2 separate regions of the Strix aluco genome follow, and region 2 is linked to region 1. Evidence: chromatin contacts called from public Hi-C data. All regions are on one chromosome and are shown on one strand. The core of a region is the stretch at or near the end of the contact, and the rest is flanking DNA. Distances in the headings are between cores, read along the strand shown.

Region 1 (3,261 bases), core at 697-3,196:
GTTCCAATAAGGTAAAATGGATCAAATCATTCCTCAGGGAAACCCTAATAGAGCAGAAGATTTGTCCTGATGATGGAAGTCCAGATACAGCCAGCTAAGGAGGTGACAGGTGATGAGACAAAAGGGAACCCATCTTCTGGGAAGGTTGCTGGCCTGCTCTCTGCTGTTCACCAGACCTTACCAACGACTCCTGGAGCAGTAATTGCAGACAGTGCCACGCTGTTGTCATCTTTGGGATGACAATAGCAGCTTCTCTGAGGTTAGATTACTATCAAAGTACAGCACCTTAAGTAGAATCTATCAGCCTAAAAACAAATACAAACCAAATACATTCTCTGCTAGGCTACCAATATGACTCTGAACTAGTGAAACAAGTGTGCGCTTTTTTTTTTTTTTTTACAACATACATGTTTGTATTAGTATTTCTATGTGTTTGGATTTAAAAGCAAGTTTCACTTTTACTTGTAATTAGTTTCACTTTTGGCTCAACTGCAATGCTTGTGTTTCAAAACAAGCACATACTTTTATGTATATTTTAATGGCTCTTTTAAGTTGAAGTTAATCATAATAGCTAAATGTGTACTAAATACAATTTGTAAATTGTAATCTTTGCAAAACTTAGTGTCTGTGATGTTTAAATGAAGGGGGTTTTGTACACCTGTGAAGAAAAGGATTTTTGTATTTTATGGAGAAAAACAATGTTTTGAAAATAGACCCTTTTCCAATGAAACTGATGACTAGACAAACAATAAACATTACTTCAGCAGAGCAAGTGCAAGGAGTAAAATTATATTGTAAACAGAATTTTGAACAGATTCTTGCAATGGAGTTGCTAATAATGAAAATATGGCAGGGAAATTACTTGAGTAGATTGAGCTCTTTGTATGACTGAGAGGGGGCCAACACAGCTCATTTGTCCCAGTTATTTGCAGAAATCTAGGTAGGAATCAAAATTTTCTTTCAGGCTTTCGTGCATTTCCCCCCCAGAAGCAGCCTCCTCAGACGTTCGGAGGAGGGAGCTGCACCGTCCGCGGGAGAAAGAGGAAGTGAAGTAGGAAAGTCAAATGAATCCACGATTGATTTTTTTATTAAAACATTGTGTATGTTTGTGAACTTTTTTATTCTCTTACCAGGTTTTCACTGGAACTGGAGAGTCACAGAAGGGTCTCGCCGTGCGGACTTTTGCCTGCCCCCTGCAAAAAGGGGGGTGTGCGCTGGGTGTACCTGCCCGCGGTAACGGGAGGACCGCTGCTGCAGCCCAGATCCAGCGGTAGCGCCTCTGTGCTCTGCTACCCCCGCCGGGCTCCCCTCGCCTGGGCGAGCACTCGGGGGGGGTTGGCGGGGGGGGTGGTTGTTCATCCTCCCCCGCTGCCCGCGCCGCCGCCCCCGGGGCCGTCTCCGGGACCGGGACCCGCACCCCTTCCCCCGGCCCAGCGCCCGGACTCAGCCGAGGCCTCCGGTGCGCACAAAACCGCTCGCTCTCTGTCAGATTAAACTGCCTCTTCGCAAGCGTCACCTCCTCTCATTTTTATTTTTCAAGCGCCGGCGATAATTGCTTTCTCACTTCTTCCACCTCCTCCTGCTTCGAGCTGCTCCATTTGTTTAAATGCCGGCACCGAGGGGGCGGCGGCTGCCGGCGGACGCCGGGGGGCTCTCAGCCTGACGGGGCTCCCCGCCGCGGGCCCAGCCGCGGTGCCAGGACCGCCCCCTGCCCCCGGCGGCGGCCCAGGAGGGGCCGTCAGGTGGCTCCGCAGGTGAGCGCCGAGGGGCGGGCAGGGCAGGGCAGAGCAGAGGAGGGGGCCAGGCGCGGCGGGGCGCTTTTGTCCGCCGCAGCCCCCGCCCCCGCCCCGCGGCCTGTCAGCGGTTCCGCCGGCCGCACCCCATTGGCTGGCGCGGCCGGTAACGTGACAACGGCCGCGGGGCGGGGGCGGGGCCGGATCCGAGAAGTGCCGGTTGGAGCCGGTGCCTCGCGCCGCGCTGCCGGCTGCCTCGCGGACGGGGCGCGCGGGCGGTACGCCATACCACGCCGTTGCGCGGCAGCGCGCGCGGGCCGGTCGGTGGCGGCGGGAGGGGAGGCGGCGCGAGCGGCCAGGTAAGCGCGGGGCGGTCACTGCTGACAGGTGCCCTGCTCCCCCGGCACGGGAGGGAGGGGCGGAAGACGGGGGAGCCGGCGGGGGCAGGACGGAGCGGGGCTTTCCCGAGGGCAGCGCGCGGCTGGCCCTCTCCGCCGCCGAGAGGCCGCCCTCGCTTCTCCCGCCTCCCTGAGGGGCCGGTGTGTCCGCTCCGCCCGCAGAAGCGGAGGGGGTTGCCGGCCCGCGGGGCGCCCGGCGCTGCCCGCCTGCCTGCCGGGCGGTCCGGTGAGCCTGTGCGGCGGCAACCCCTTCCCTTGGTGGGGCCGCTCACCTGCCCGCCTCCCCGCAGGCCGGCCGGGGCGGGGGGAGGGACCGGGCGCGGGGTGCCGGAGCGAGTCGGTACCTGCCCCGGGGCCTGGCGGCCGCCCCGCTCCCGTGTGGGTGGGGCTCGGAGGAAAACCGTTTTCTGATTTGCGTAACCGGCACTTACACGTGTCCTCAAGTGACCCGGGGCGCCACAGGTCGCCTGGGGCTCCCTTCCTCTCCCCCGGGCTCGGCGCGGCCGGGCGGCAGCTGCTACCCCTCGGCCCTAGGTGTGGCGGCGGCACCTGCCCTCGGGCAAACGGCCGGCGGGTGCCAAGTCCCCAGTCCCCCAGAAGGGACTTAAACTCAGCGCTGAGGCCTGAAAGTACTGCGTGTGGAACGAGGAGCGTCCTCCTCTTTGTTGTTCTCTTCCTTTCCTCTGTCTTGCCAGTGCATTTCCCATCCCCAGCAAGACTGTGATCTTGCAGCAAGGGGGTTCTTGCACGGTAGCTTCTACTTGCGCCCGAGCTGAGTTGTTTTAGTGACATAAGGGTTACTTTGTGCTGCTGCGTTCTGTGGTGAAATTGAGGCAGCTTCCTGGCTTCAACTAAGAATTTGTCTGCGGTGAATTCTGCAATTAACCAGTTCTGTAGGAGAGATTAAAGTGAACTTCCCTAAAGCTTAATTTTATATGAAGATTGTAATTAATTATGCTGATCAGGTAAACTGTGTTTGAATTGGCACCTAGTGTGGTCTTTTAAAACAATACCTTTAAGGTAATGCTAGAATAAGTTAGGAGTTATGTGGCCACTTGCAGTTTTGAGTATCTAAGTTACATATTCTGCAGACTCCCAGCTTTCCTTGTCTGTTTGCTAAAATGGTAAGG
Region 2 (3,010 bases), core at 334-2,833, 180 kb after region 1:
TTCTCAAATCCACCTCTATCTTTTTTGTTCTTCCCTGACCTACCTTTGTTCCTCCCTTCCATGTCTTTGGCCTTTTTCCCAAACATCTCATAATAATCCTATATAATTTTAACAGTGTCCTGTTCAATCTCAGTGTTTCCCTCTCAGACAGCTCATCATAAATCTTGTTCTCCTTTATGCAATAGTCCCCTTAGGTTGCATAGCCTACAAGAGAATTTAATTTATTGAATCCCTCGGTAGGTTTTGCACCAGAGAAACAGCTAAATCATTTACCTTTGATAGTCTTAGGAGTAGCTGATTCAGAAGTTTTGCACCAGGGCAACAGCTAAAACATTCACCTTTGATAGTCTTAGGGGCAGCTGATTCAGATGAATCAGGTTTTCTGGATCTTTGTATTTATTTTGAATAACCATTAGCCAGCTATTCCTGCAGTGATCACAAATCTATCTATTCTGCATGATTTCCTCCCTTCAGAGCTGCTTACTCAATAACATTTTCATTACCCATCTCATCTGGCCCAGCCAGATGCATTGGAAAGGGGTGAGAATCCACTTAGTGCATTCCTCAGCAACTCATCCTGCAGCAGGCATTGAGTCCTCAAGCAGAGATGATACTTTATAGTTTTGACTGCTGCATGTTTCAGGCCACCTGGGAAAATCAGTTTATTCCCACCACATTTGCATTGCATTGTTACCTAGGATAGCTTTTGGATTCTGTGCACATATGTGCTATTTTTTAATTCCTCTCATTTTTTATTTTGCATGCAGCAAAATGCATAGAGCTGTGCCCATGCATTTCCTTGCACGGGAAAAAATTTCAAATATGTTTTTTTCTTGAGAAGAGTCAACATCTGTGCCAGGTTGTGGTGAAGTGGCGGGCAGGCCCAGTGGCACTGGCAGTGGGTGCCTTCCAGCAGGAGCCCCTCAGACTGTAACAGCCCACAGGCTGGCCTGCTCCCATCTGCAGGGCAGCGTGATGCTGCTCCTTGTTCTTGTCACCAGCACAAGACTACGACCAGATTGAGCAGTGCAAAAAAGGCTGCAGAAAAGAGGCCGCTATGTTGCAAACGTGAGGCACACAGCCCTGAACGTATAGGAGAATGCTTATTATATAAATCTTATGTTCTATGCAAGAAACGTCTGGTCTGCACCAGGGTGCACATGTGAAGGGATGGGTGCACAAACAAGTTCGTACGAGGGCTATTTGGACCTTGAAATCACTGCTCTGCCCAAGCATAATGTATCTCTAGCTGAGAAGTCAGGGTGAAGCCGAAGGAAAGATTCCCTTTGGCGGGGAATAACCATTTTCTCTGCATGTATTTCTCCTGCGATGCTGGGGAGAGGAGGGAGCTGAGAGCTACCGCAGGACAGCTCATCAGGGAAAACTGCCGGCTGCCGTGCAGCACTCGCTGGAGCCCGTCTGAGGTGCAAGTACATTCGCATCTGCTGCCATCCAGAGCTCGGGGAGGGAAACTGCCTGACTGCTCTGCCGGACTTAGGTTTTAGTTTAATACAAAACTTGGACTCTGGACCTGGGTGAGTCAAATCTTCTTTTCCTTCAATGGGGTTTTTATTAATTTTCAGATGGGAAGAAATTGGAAGTTTTTGATGACATCCTGTCAGCCACTCGAGACCGAAAGGAGCCCTTTTTCCTCGACAAAATCAAACCCCAGGAGATAGTGGCTGTGCCCACCCTTACAACCTGAAACTTCACGCACAGCTTGTCCTCAGAGACGTTTTCCCAGGTTTTCTGTACCAGATGTGCTTATCGCCATCTCCCTCACATGCTTCCCCCCCCCCCTTTTTGTTTCTTTCAGGGTTATATAAAACATTAAGAAACTGTAAGGAACGAAATACTCTCTTCACACAGGACTTTGGGGGTTTTTTTTGCACAATGATGTGTCTGGGGCAAAGTCTGTTTCTTCCTCAAATCTTTGGCTGCATAGAGGAGCACACTGTTATCTTACAACTAACTTAAAATGAAAGTCTGTGTTTACCTGTGTTTCAATGCAGCCTGTTATAGGTGCTGAAATACGTTGTTTTGGGATTGAGATATAAATCAGCATTAGTACATTAGGTTCATTGAAGGCGGCATTACAGGGGTGGCATTGCTTAAATAAGCGTTTTATTTTGCAAAACCATTTGGCTTGCACAATGCAGCAGCCCCCGTTGGAAGCTGGCAGGGCCTCCTCACGCCCGGGGCTGTGGAGCTGCAGGGAAGCCACCTATGGCTCCCTCCCACCAGGCCCTGCCTGGCTTCTAGCTCTGCATAAGAATAGATTTTGGTGCACCGAGGGGTGTGTTTTCTGCAGCGGCCACTTCACCGGGGCCCATGGAGGGGGGGGTATGGGAGGGCAGAGATGCGGATGTTTCGCCACTACTAATCCTGGAGCTGCTTCAAGCCTGAGAGAGCGTAACGCCAGAACGCAAAATGGCGGCTGCCAGGGCCCAACATGGCCGCCGCGCAGCCTCCCTCATGACCCAGCCGATCCGGGGGCTCCGCGCCAGCGCCTCATGCGGCGTCGCCGCCGGTCCCGGGCCGCTTCTCTTTGCAGGTCGGCCTGCTCACGTGACGCGGCGCCCGGGCCAATCGCCGTGCGCCGTGGCCGCGCTGCCGCGCGCAGGTCCCTCCTCGCCGTGGTGGAAGGCGCCATTGAGAGAAGCCGGAGTCGTCGCCGGGTTGCCGCGGCCATCAGCCGTCTGGGAGAGCAGGGCCCGCCGCCGCCATGGACTACGGGGAAGGTGAGGGCGCACCCCCAGAGCAAGGGTAGGGCCCGGCCGCCGCCACCGCTGCCGCCGCGCGGCCCGGCCGTGTCTCAAAATGGCAGCGGCCGCTTTGTTCCGCGCAGGACGGAGTCCCCCCTCATCCACCTCCTCGTCCTCCTCCTCGCCGCCCCTCCCGGGTTGGGGGAGCTGCGGCGGCGGCCGGCGGCGGGAGGGCTGCGCGGGAGGAGGGCCCTCCCGGGGGGCGGTGCGGGCGGGCGGGCGGCGCGGGCGGGGGCGGCCCTCCG

The links. A called contact is a pair of places that touch in the nucleus more often than the background predicts.
Region 2: a contact with region 1 is called in a Hi-C map of heart, with 9 times the contacts expected there. The contact joins the promoter of ZNF326 here to the promoter of LRRC8B in region 1. A contact is called at or near these places in 2 of 2 Hi-C or Micro-C datasets (brain and heart).

What each region holds. Positions count from the first base shown.
Region 1 is chr8:18,037,955-18,041,215 of bStrAlu1.hap1, forward strand. LRRC8B (leucine rich repeat containing 8 VRAC subunit B) reads left to right here and starts at 1,947. Exons shown (of 5, transcript XM_074832443.1): 1 at 1,947-2,092. It overlaps LOC141926839 (a long non-coding RNA gene), which reads left to right. Exons shown (of 2, transcript XR_012624221.1): 2 at 1,134-1,509.
Region 2 is chr8:18,215,279-18,218,288 of bStrAlu1.hap1, forward strand. It overlaps ZNF326 (zinc finger protein 326), which reads left to right and starts at 1,584. Exons shown (of 13, transcript XM_074832448.1): 1 at 1,584-2,741. The coding sequence starts at 2,726.